Regions from separate parts of the Sus scrofa genome. Here all the other regions are linked to region 2. The links are chromatin contacts, called in public HiChIP or PLAC-seq maps. All regions are on one chromosome and are shown on one strand. The core of a region is the stretch at or near the end of the contact, and the rest is flanking DNA. Distances in the headings are between cores, read along the strand shown. Region 1 overlaps DHRS3 (short-chain dehydrogenase/reductase 3). Region 2 overlaps VPS13D (vacuolar protein sorting-associated protein 13D). Region 3 overlaps DHRS3 (short-chain dehydrogenase/reductase 3).

Region 1 (3,572 bases), core at 378-2,877, 150 kb after region 2:
TGCATGCCAGGGCCTCCTGTCCCCACCAGAGGGGAACCTGGTTTCCCGGGGGATGACATCTGATAAAGGCACTCGGGTGCTTCGCTTCCCGGAAAGGCCTTTCAGGTCAGAGGGGTTCAGTCAGCTGGGGGGTGGGGGGCCCCGAGGAGCCAAGAGACCACGGGCACTCGGGGCTCCAGGCAGAGGCTTTCCTGGCAGCATGAGAGGCCCAGGGAAACTGAGCTTGGGGCCCCTGGAACAGCCCCTTCAGTGGGGGGCTAGAACGTGCAGGGGTTGCTGCCCAGAGTCTGGAACATTCTAGGGAAGTGATGCTGGGAAAATTCTGGAGGGTGGTCTCCTGTGTAAAGCCCGCCTCCCAAGGTGGCCTGCCCTGGAAACCCCCACCTGACAAGCACGGCGACCTTTCTGTGACTCCTGAGCCTTTGACATTGAGACCCCTGTCCTCCCCACCCCATTCAACTTGCCGAGGCCTGGGAGTTCGTCTCTAGAACAGTAGTTCTCAAAGTGTGGCCCAGGAACCCTTGGAGGGTACTTGAGATCTCTTCAGAGTTCTGTCTGTGAGATCAAAGTATTTTTGCTTTTTTTTTCTTGCTTTTTAGGGCCAAACGTGCTACAGCTGCCAGCCTACACCACAGCCATAGCAACGCGGGATCCAAGCTGCGTCTTCGACCTACACCACAACTCACAGCAATGCTGGGTCCGTGACCCACTGAGCAAGGCCAGGGATTGAACCCACATCCTCATGGATGCCAGTCAGATTCAGCTCCACTGTGCCACAACGGGAACTCTCAAACTATTTTATTATAATACCGAGATGGGATTTGACCTTTTTTTTTTTTTTTCCTTTGGCCTTGCCCATGATATGCAAAAGTTCCCTGGCTAGGGATCAAATCCCAGCCACAGCAGTGACAACACCAGATCCTTAACCCAGCGAGCCACCAGGAAACTCCGGTTTGACTTTTTTACCCTCATTCTCTCACAAGTATACAGTTGAGTTTTCCAGAGGCTCCACAACCTACAGCATCACAGACTAAAATCAGAAGCAGATATGAGCATCCATTTGTCTTCAATTAAGTCAGATAATAAAAAGCTTTGCAAAAAATGTTCAGCAATGTTATTCTTTTACTACATTCTTTTTTGGGAGGGAAATATACTTACTTTTCATAAAAATATCACTTATATTAACCCTGAATAGATTCATGATTGCTACTTACAAGTGAATAAATGTATAAATCCTATAAATCTTTTTCTCAGTTTTAATTTCTAATGCAATAGGTACAATTCACATACACAAAACTCTTTGGGTTCTTCAATAATTTTTTTTTTAATGGTCGCATTTGTGGCATATGCAGGGAATGATTCCGAGCCACAGCTTTGGCAACACTGGATCCTTAACCCACGGCACTGGGCTGGGGATTGAACCTGTGCTGCCACAGAGACAATGCCAGGTCCTTAACCTGCTGAGCCACAGGGGCAAATCCCAGGGTTCTTCAGTAATTTTCAAGATGGTAAAGGGGTCCTGAGCCCAACATGTTTGAGAACTACCGCTCTGTTGTAAGGACAGTCAATCCATGCCACACAGGCCGCCGCTCCTCTTTTTCACACCCACAGCAGACATGACTAATCAATCACAGGGCACTTGCTCTTGCCCAAGGCCTCTTCCCCACCCGAGTCTGTGTGGAGCAGGGGAAACGGCCAGCACAAGCCTGACCCAGTGCTTCCTCCCCCGGCCCCGTACCTTTTCAAGATAATGAGGACATGCATGGTCCACGGGAGCAGGAGGAGGGTCTGATTGAGCTGCACGGCTTCCACCGTCCTCCGGGCCACCGTCTCCGGCTTCAGGGGGGGAAAGAGGTTGGGGAACCTGCCCGCAGGAAGAGACAGTGTGGGTTTCTCCTAAGGAGCAGGTGCCCCGCTGTAAGACCCCCGTGGCGCATATGTCAGGGTCATGGCTCTGGCTGCTCCCGTGTGGGAGACCTGAGTCCCATTTGGAACACTCTCCCTGCTCCCCAGCCTCCCCCAGACATGTCAGGAGCCTCTCACCCCTCCTCCCAGGGAGTCTCCCCTCGAGGCCTCCCAGCCCACCCACCCTGGCTTCTCAGAGCACTTCAGAGGGCTCCTTAAGGCCCCACACTCCTCCCGTCACTGCCCTGCTCCCCCCGCACCCCCCCCCCCCCGCCACCCCCTGTCTTCAGCCCTCTTTCCTCTGGGCCCCACTCCCCTTCTCACTCTGCCCCAGCTGTCCTGGCCTATCCTGTCACTTAACATCGTTCCCATCTCGGGGCCTTTTGCCAGTTGTCCCATCACCTTGGCTCTCTTCTGCTGTCCACTGAGAGTGGCCTCTGCTCTTGTCCCCATGATAACGGGGACGTATCACATCTAGAATGGCCCTGCCTGTCTGCTTGTTTCCCGGGAACAGCCTGCCTCCCCCAGCAGCCCGTGAGTTCCCCAGGGGCAGAGGTCTGGTGGGTCTTGCTCCCTGGTGTGCGCCCTGGGTCCAGGACATAGCAGGTGCTCAATAAATGCTTGCTGAAGGGGTGGAGGACGTGGCGTTCCCCGGCTGTGTCCGCCCCATCCTGGAGGCTGGGGCTCTGCCGGGGACACCCTTCTCTGCCCTGCTTGCTGGTTCACAAGCTCACTCCTTGATTCATTGATTCATTCACATATTTGCAGAGCGTATCCCCCCGGGGGGGGGGTGAATGAACAAATGGCTGAATAAGCAAACACTGGGGGCTTCTCACGCCTGTTCATAGGCATCTGACCTGATGCCCAAAGGGGATGCTCCCTCAGTGCGGGGCCTGGGCTAAGTGCTCAACAGGTGTCCTTTGCTCCAATCGACAGAGAAGGAAGCTGAAGCTCTGGGGAGTAGGTGGGGGACTGGGGATTCAAACCAGGTCCAAAGGAGCCCCAGTTCAGTGCTGTCCCTGCCCTCCCCTGCCTGCTGCTTGTCCCGCCCCTCCTGGACCTCCAGGTGCTGGGCTGAGGCTGCCGGCTCCGACCTTGGTCCCACAGGGGCTGGTCAGCTGCTCTGCACCAGGAGGACTGAGGCTGAGGAGTCCCCTGGGCCTGATGTCACCCTGAGAAAAGGCGACTCCGGGACCCCTGGTGTGAGCTGGGTTGGCCTTAGAGAGTCCATGGAGCTCACCCTCCACGCTGTGCTTCCTTGGCTGTCACCATATGCTGCCAAGACACCCAGGACCTACCGTCGGCCACGGCCGGCCTTGGGGGTCTTGTGGTGAGGAACGTGTGAGGCGGTTCATGACACAGGAACCCCATAGACACCCTGGACAGTCTGGGTTTCCAGCCCCCACCTGGGCCAGTGCCGCTGCCGGGGGGTCAGGAAGACAAGATGGAGAGACCAAGGTCCCTGGGTTCAGGGCACCCTTCCTGGTAAGACCCCCACCCCGGAGAACCTAACCCAGGGGATGCCTTTTTCCTTTCTCTTGGCAGTGGGTGGGGTGTTTACACAGGGAACTGGCAGAGCCATTAACTTCCACAAGGCAGCAGAGACCCCTGGAAAGAGTGCACTCAGCCGGTGTGGCCTTGAGCAAGTAGCCTCAGTTCCCTCATCT
Region 2 (3,479 bases), core at 807-3,306:
AGCCTGGGAACCTCCATGTGCTATGGGTGTGGGCCTAAAAAGACAAAAAAATTAAAAATGAAAAAAAAGAAACAGCAAGACCCCCAGTTACATGGTATTGATGTTTACATGATATTTTGCATCGGATATACTGGGAATCGTTTAGGCTGAATGTTTCACTTGACACTATATTGAAGGGACATCGTCAAGGCGTTTTCCAAACGGCTGCTAAACAAATTCAGTGGAGCAGCCACGTTCTGAGGTGTGGGACGGGGGCACCCTGGGTGTGGCACGTTCCTATTTCACCCAGGGTGCTGGGAATTGGGACATCAGAGTGAAGTTCTCAGCTTATGAAAGTCACCGTTTTATCGTGTCTTGAGTTCTCCTAGTGGAGTCTGGGACTCATAAAATAATGTCATTTATTCAAAGAGTTTTCTAACAGAGTAATATCCCTTGATTAGTAGCTCTTAGGAAGAGCAGTCGGCTCCTTGAGATGAATATGTAACGGCTGAAAGTATGTGCTTAGGAAATGGAATCCTGTCCCAGAACAGGAATCACAAGAGTCTGACTAAAAGGTAACCATGTCTTTGGTGTTGAAGGAATAATTATCTTGATTCTCTTGACTCCAGGCCAGAAGCGGGGCTGTCAGAAACCTCAGAGGGAAATCTCTTCAGGTTTACACCGAGGGTACGGTATTGCCAGATAGAGTGTCTGTTCAGAAGGACTCAAAGCAGCTTCACGTCTGCTCTCTCAATTGGATTCCTTAGTCTGTGCTGGAAGGAGAGGGAGATAATAGTTCCATCTCACAAATGCAGAGATGAGAGCATCGATTCCAACCCCCCCAACTCCGCCCGCCCGCTTCTCCATTATTCTCCCGAGGTTGCATGTTAGAGAGTAGCAGAGTAATATTGAAAATGCCAGGTAGTTTATATGCTCTTCTGTTTTTTTTTTTTAAAGATCAAAAGCGTCCAGGAGCCTTTAAAAGGTTTCACAAGGTGGCCTACAGCAGTCCTTTTCCCATTTAGTGCATTGGGGTATTACAAAAGAAGGGCTTTAATTGAGCAATCTAGTTTGGAAGAAAACCCACATTTTAATGGTCAGAGAGCAAGAGGGTGGGGGTGAGGGGGAATTTCAGACAAAGACACTATTTAAAAAGCCTAAAACTGTCTTCTCAAAGGCTTGAAATAATTTGTTGGGAAACTTCAGACCCTTTACTTTTTTCCTCCCCTCCCTAAATAAAAACCAGATTTGTTAAAAGGAAAAAAGATTCGGTATTGTTAATTGTATTTCAGAAAGTGCCAGAGAGGGAAATATCCCTGTAGTTTTAAACACTGTCCCAAGAGGGAAATGGGCAAATACCCTGCTTCACATAAACAGTCTCTATGTACCATAAATAAACCTTTAAAGAATGAATTCCAGACAGTTTTGTTTAGTGCAGGATAAACTAAGAAAGGAAAGGACATGGCCCAGGGACTAGCTTGTGATCCGAGACCTGATGCAATATGGGCAGGTATTTCTTCTTTCAACTCCATAAAGTTTCTGGAAGACTTCAGCAGGTTTTTGTCTGGCGGAGGTAGGAATGGACAGTTTCCTATTTTTATTAGGAACTTAGGAGCACAGATTGCTTTCTCCAGAATCCATTTTATAACAGGAAACCGTCTGCTACTTGAGTAAATAGGCATCAACTTTGTATACTACTGTATTTGATTAGTCATTTAGTCACCACAAGAAAAAGCCCTGTTGGGTCCTTCCCCTCCCTCCCTTTGACTCGCCAGAACAACCTGAAGGTGGCAGAGTAATTCACAGCAACCCGTCCTGTCTCAGCATTTTCAAACGCGGGAGGCCCCAGAGTGGCACCAGGTCAAGATCGTTTTCTACCGAAGGGGCCAGAACATCTCTGTGGTTCAGACAAAGCGCAGCCACTCAGAAAGGGGCCAGTGTCTTTCCTGAGGGTTTCGACCGCTCAGTGGAGGTTTTAAAGTCATTGTATCACGTGTGGCTCTTCTTCCTCATCTGGCTGCAGGGAGGAAGTTGGGGTAAAAGCTTTGGCCTTTTGCCTTTGTTTTGATCTCATTTCCTCTTCTCTGAGAAGAAAGTAATGCTCCAAGTTGTACCGACAAAACCAACAGCGGCTGAACTGATGTCAGGACCTGTCTTTCCCAGCACATTTCTTGTGTGACTCTGAGCAAAGTGCTTAAGGCTTCAGGGCCTCAGTTTCTCTGTCAGTCCAGTGGGGAAGGTCGTGCCTGCCCCCCTCGTCATGCACCACGTGGCTGGGGGAAGCATGCAAGAGTGAAGAGCAGCGAGTCTTCCAGGAGAAATGAAGTAATTCTCTAGTCTGGTCTTCCTGCCTTCCACCTAGTAGGTAGTTGCTGTTGTGGAAACGAGCATGTTCAAGTCCAGAGTCTACTCCTAACTCCTAACTAGCTGCAGGGGTTTAGGCCTGCCACCTAACATTTCTCTGGTCTTATTTATTTAAAGAAATGGGAGTGTTAGGCTGGATTAATTTGAGGATGCTCGTAATCTTTGAAATGCTTTGTTCTGAAATTGTTTAGTAGGAGGTTGCTAGAGACTACCCAGGGCGCCGGATCCAGCTGCCTTTTGGCTCATCTCTGTAGGGTCCTCAGCTGTATTGGATGTTGCTGGCCTCCCTGGTCTGGATGTCTCTCCTTTCTGGTTCTTCTGTTACTTTTATGTTTGTTTTTTCTCTTCTCCTGACCACATGTTTATTAAAAAGGGCCATTTTTTTTTTCCCCCTCTGTGGATAAATTGACTGGTCATATAGCATGTCCTTTTCTGGTTTTTTTTTTTTTTTTTGGCCACACCTGTGGCATGTGGAAGTTTCCAGGCCCGGGATCAAACCCGAGCTGCAGTTTTGACCTGTGCCACAGCTGCAGCAGTGCCGGACCCACTGCACCTAAGGGAACTTTCCACTTGCACATTTAAAAGATCATTTTATTAGTCTCTTACCTAATTTTAGAAGCTCTTTATATAAGTTTTGTCTTTGATATAAGTTTAGAAGACAAATTTTAGAAGCTCTTTATATAAGTTTTGTCTTTGATATAAGTTGCAAGTATTTTTTCTTTGGTTTTTCATTTGTCTTTTTATTTTGCTTTTGGTGTGTGTGTGTGTGTGTGTGTGTGTGTGTGTTTAAATCATGCAAAAGTTTCTTATTTTAAATTGTAAAACGTGTCAATCTTTTGCCTTTTTTGATCTGAATTTTGAGTTACAACAAGATTTTTCTGGGAGTTCCTGCTGTGGTGCAGTGGGTTAAGAATCCAGTGTTGTCTCTGAGGCAGCGTGGGTTCAGTCCCCAGCCTGGTACAGTGGGTTAAGGATCCAGCATTGCTGCAGCTGTGGCACAGGTTGTAGCCATGGCTTGGATATAGTCCCTGGCTGGGGAACTTCCATATGCCACAGTTGTGGGAAAACAACAACAACAACAAAAACAATAAAAAGTTTTCCCGCTCTTATTTTAGAAAATTTCATCTATGTTTTCT
Region 3 (3,440 bases), core at 356-2,855, 170 kb after region 2:
GGCTGAAAGTGCCTGGAAGGAACGGGAAGCTTTGCAGGGAAGCGGGATGGAGTAATCATGGGGTGAAAGCAGCATTTGGATGGGAATGGGCATTTGGGGACAGGGAAAGCCTCTCTGATAAGCTAACACTTGGGCAGAGACTTAGGGGACGTGAGGGAGGGAGCCATGCAGACATGTGGGGAAGGAGCATTCTGGGCAGGGGAATGGCCAGTGCAAAGGTGGGGGGCGGGGGGGGGGGACTGCAAGGAGGCCGAGTGGAAGAGCTGAGTGGGAGACGTGAGGTTGGGGGCTGCAGCCCTGGGTGCGGGTGGGGTTTGAATTCTTCCCCCAGTGAGATGGGAAGTCCTTTGGAGGGTTGTGGGCAGAGAAAGGACAACTCTACTTGGCTTTTGGAACGAGGCCTGGCTGCTGCACTGTGGGTATGGCATGTTGGGGGTGCGGGGGGGCCGGGGCAGTGGACCAGGGCTGGTTAGGAGCAGCTGCTGTACCCGCAGGTGACCCCTATGAGAGATGGAGGGGAGCGGGGCTGGAGCGCTTGGCAGAAGTGATGGAGGAGGAATTCCGCACAGCTGCAGGTTTGGGGGGCCCGGAGGGGCGCCAAGAGGACCCTAAAGGGTTTGGCCTGAGAAAATGCAAGAACAGGATGGCCAGGAACCCAGGCGCGGAGCCTCCCTCCCCTGGGAAGGCGGGCTGTGGCAAGTCCCAGGTATGGGGAAAGCGAGAGATCCTGACTTCTATCCGCAGGTCCCTTCAGCTTCCAGAACACTCGGCTTAAGCAGAGGGAGGGGCGGGGCCCGGAAAGAGTTCCAGGTGGCAAGGGCCGGCTGGGCAGGAAGAGGGTGCCTGGATGCGGGCCGAGCAGGCCAGCTACCCACCTAGCGCGCCGGGGTAAACACACCAGTTTCCAATAACAAAGTGGCGGGCCAACCCCGCCCGCTCGGGGCCGGGAGGCGGGTCCGCGCTCACATGATGGGGTGAGGGGGTGGCAGGAGGAGCCGCCGCCGGGGAAACCTCAACGGATCTGGCAGGAGGCTCCAGGAAGTCCTTCTGAAAGTGGGCCCAGGGACGGGCGGAGGGTGGGGGCCCGCGGGGGTCCCGGGAGGGGGTGGGGCGGGGCCGGGCTGGAGTCCTGGGTGGGGATTGGGCTGGGCTCCCATTTGGCGGATGGGGAAGGGCTGGAAGGGGGGGGGGCGGGGGGAGGTCGATGGGGAGGGGGGGGCGGGGCTGTGTCCCGGAGGTGCCGGGTCGAGAGGGCTGTCGCGTGGAGGTTCCGGGCTCAGGTCGGGGGTCGTGGGGTGAAGACGAGTGACGGATTGGGGGGTGGGGTCGGGGACTCGGCAGGGGCAGGGGGCAGTGGAGAAATGGGGTCCGGGCGTGGATGGGAAGGGGGTGGGCTGGGGGCGGGACGCGGATGGGGCGGGGGCCAGGTTGGGGTCCGGCGCCGGTGGCGGGGTGCGGAAAGGGTCCCCTCCCGCGGCAGGGACCGCCCGCGCTTCCTCCCTGCAGCGGCCGGGCGGTAAACAAACGCCGTGATGTCACCCGCGCCGCTGACCTGCGGCTGAACCCGGAGCTGTAAATGAGATGCAAGGTGCCAGCAGCCTCCAGGCCGCGCGGCCTGCGAGCCACACACGCTCCTCCGCGCCGGCCCGAGGTTACCCCAGCTGCGCACACGGACAGGATGCTGCAAACGCCACAAGACATTGCAACACGCAGCCAGTCTGCTGGCCGCAGCGTGAACCTTCCCGCCGCCTCCTCCGCCGCCCCCTGGGCAGGCACCGGCCCAGCTGGAGCGCGGCCTCCCTCCTCCGGAGCATCCCTGGGGGCTGGCAGCTTCCACTCCTCAGGCGTCAGCCTCTCCCCTAGGCACCCATCCCCTGCCTCCCCAGGGGGCCTCCGGACCCTAGAGCTGAGTGTTCTGGGTCAGATTTGGGCTTTCCGCCCAACAGATTGGGGAAGTGCCTGCCTTTGCTCTCGGCTTTCTGGGAAGCTCGTTCTTCTTCTGCGAAGCCTGGGCGCTGGAGGCCCTTTTAAGCAGATGTCAAAGTGTCCCATGGCTGCCCACCAGCCACTGCCCTACTTCACAGGGCAGGGGGCCACCGTGTCTTCCAGAGAGCTCCCAGCGCGGCCCTGGACTGCATGCATCCCCTTGGCAACCGCAGGCTCTGAAGTGCCCTTGGGAATGGAAATCAGCCTGGCTGGGCCAGGCAGGCCAGCACCCTGCTCTGGAGTTGATTTGCTGTGTGACTTTTGAATGAGTCACTTGGCATCTCTGAGCCTCAACATCTCCCACTTGGGGAAGTGGGGAGGGTTGAAACTGGCCTCCTTCGCTGGTGAGGGGAAGGTCAAAAGTGCAAGGAACCCTCATGGGGCTGCCAGCGTTGGTTAGAAGCCTCAGGTGCAGGGCCTGGCCTGGTGAGAACTTGGAGCTGCTCAGAGAATTCAGGGCCAGCCCTCTCCTCACTCCTTTTCCCCCAAACTCAGCCCTCAGCCTTTACTTCCCACCCCGAACTGCCCAGGGAGGCCCCCTACTGGCTCCCCGACTTGGACCCCACTAACTCAAGTCCTTTTAGCAAGTGGGGGGGTATCTTTAAAAAACACCCCAAGAATGCAGCAGGGCCCAGCTAAACCAGAGCTGCTTCCAGCTTCCCTTTCACTGAAGTTGATATTTAAGCCTCTCTCCCTCACGTCATCCTGTCTTCGTTTTATTTTATTTTTGCTTTTTAGGGCTGCACTCGTGGCATATGGAGGTTCCCAGGCTAGGGGTCGAATTGGAGCTGCAGCTGCTGGCCTACACCACAGCCACAGCAACGCCGGATCGAGCCACGTCTGCAACCTACACCACAACTCATGGCAATGCCAGATCCTTAACCCACTGAGCAAGGCCAGGGATGAACCTGCATCCTTGTGGATACTAGTCGGGCTCGTTTCTGCTGAGCCACAATGGGAACGTCCACCCTGTTTTATTTTATAGCAATTTGTCACTATCTGAAATTGTAATAGTTATTTGTTGTTTCCTTTCTGTCTCCCTCCCCCAGTGCAATGACACCCTAGAAATGCAGGCTCACTATGAGTTCCCAGCACCTGGCTTGATAATCAGTCGCCTCGTGCGTTATGTGCACGAATGAGTGAAATCATGTTGCCTCCCCTGCAAAACGGGCCATAACATCCCTGGAGGGGACCTTGGGAGGGATGAAGTTGACAACCCAGGTGTATGGCTTCCATGAGGACCAGCCACATCATTTGTGAGGCCCTGTGTGAAAGGAAAAGGCGTGGCTGCCAGTTGAATAATTATTGAGGACTTCAAGATGGCAACGGCAGGGCATTAACAAGTGCAGGAACTTTCTGAGCAAGGGGTCATGTGGGACAGCTTGGGTCCCACACCTAGATGGAGAGTGGCGGGCAGGGGAGACCAAATGCCAAGTCTCAGGCCTTCCGCGCCT

Evidence for each region. HiChIP or PLAC-seq counts read pairs in DNA pulled down with a chosen protein or histone mark.
Region 1: a contact with region 2 is called in an H3K27ac HiChIP or PLAC-seq map of alveolar macrophages. The contact joins two enhancer-like sites. A contact is called at or near these places in 2 of 47 Hi-C or Micro-C datasets (embryonic fibroblasts and liver) and 2 of 2 datasets of contacts at active chromatin or transcription factors (alveolar macrophages and skeletal muscle).
Region 3: a contact with region 2 is called in an H3K27ac HiChIP or PLAC-seq map of alveolar macrophages. The contact joins two enhancer-like sites. A contact is called at or near these places in 2 of 47 Hi-C or Micro-C datasets (both in liver) and 2 of 2 datasets of contacts at active chromatin or transcription factors (alveolar macrophages and skeletal muscle).

Annotation. Positions count from the first base shown.
Region 1 is chr6:72,557,899-72,561,470 of Sscrofa11.1, forward strand. DHRS3 (short-chain dehydrogenase/reductase 3) reads right to left here. Exons shown (of 6, transcript XM_021095382.1): 5 at 1,739-1,864. Among named protein-coding and RNA genes, the nearest start is that of DHRS3, 40 kb to the right of the region's middle. Within about 2 kb of position 1,628, at least 1 of the 83 cell types and tissues checked has an H3K27ac peak or open chromatin away from gene starts, as enhancers often do. A contact at or near this core is called in alveolar macrophages, where this site is marked.
Region 2 is chr6:72,407,740-72,411,218 of Sscrofa11.1, forward strand. The region is part of intron 62 of VPS13D (vacuolar protein sorting-associated protein 13D); the gene reads left to right. Among named protein-coding and RNA genes, the nearest start is that of VPS13D, 150 kb to the left of the region's middle. Within about 2 kb of position 2,057, at least 44 of the 83 cell types and tissues checked have an H3K27ac peak or open chromatin away from gene starts, as enhancers often do. A contact at or near this core is called in alveolar macrophages, liver and skeletal muscle, where this site is marked.
Region 3 is chr6:72,577,901-72,581,340 of Sscrofa11.1, forward strand. The region is part of intron 1 of DHRS3 (short-chain dehydrogenase/reductase 3); the gene reads right to left. Among named protein-coding and RNA genes, the nearest start is that of DHRS3, 20 kb to the right of the region's middle. Within about 2 kb of position 1,606, at least 68 of the 83 cell types and tissues checked have an H3K27ac peak or open chromatin away from gene starts, as enhancers often do. A contact at or near this core is called in alveolar macrophages, liver and skeletal muscle, where this site is marked.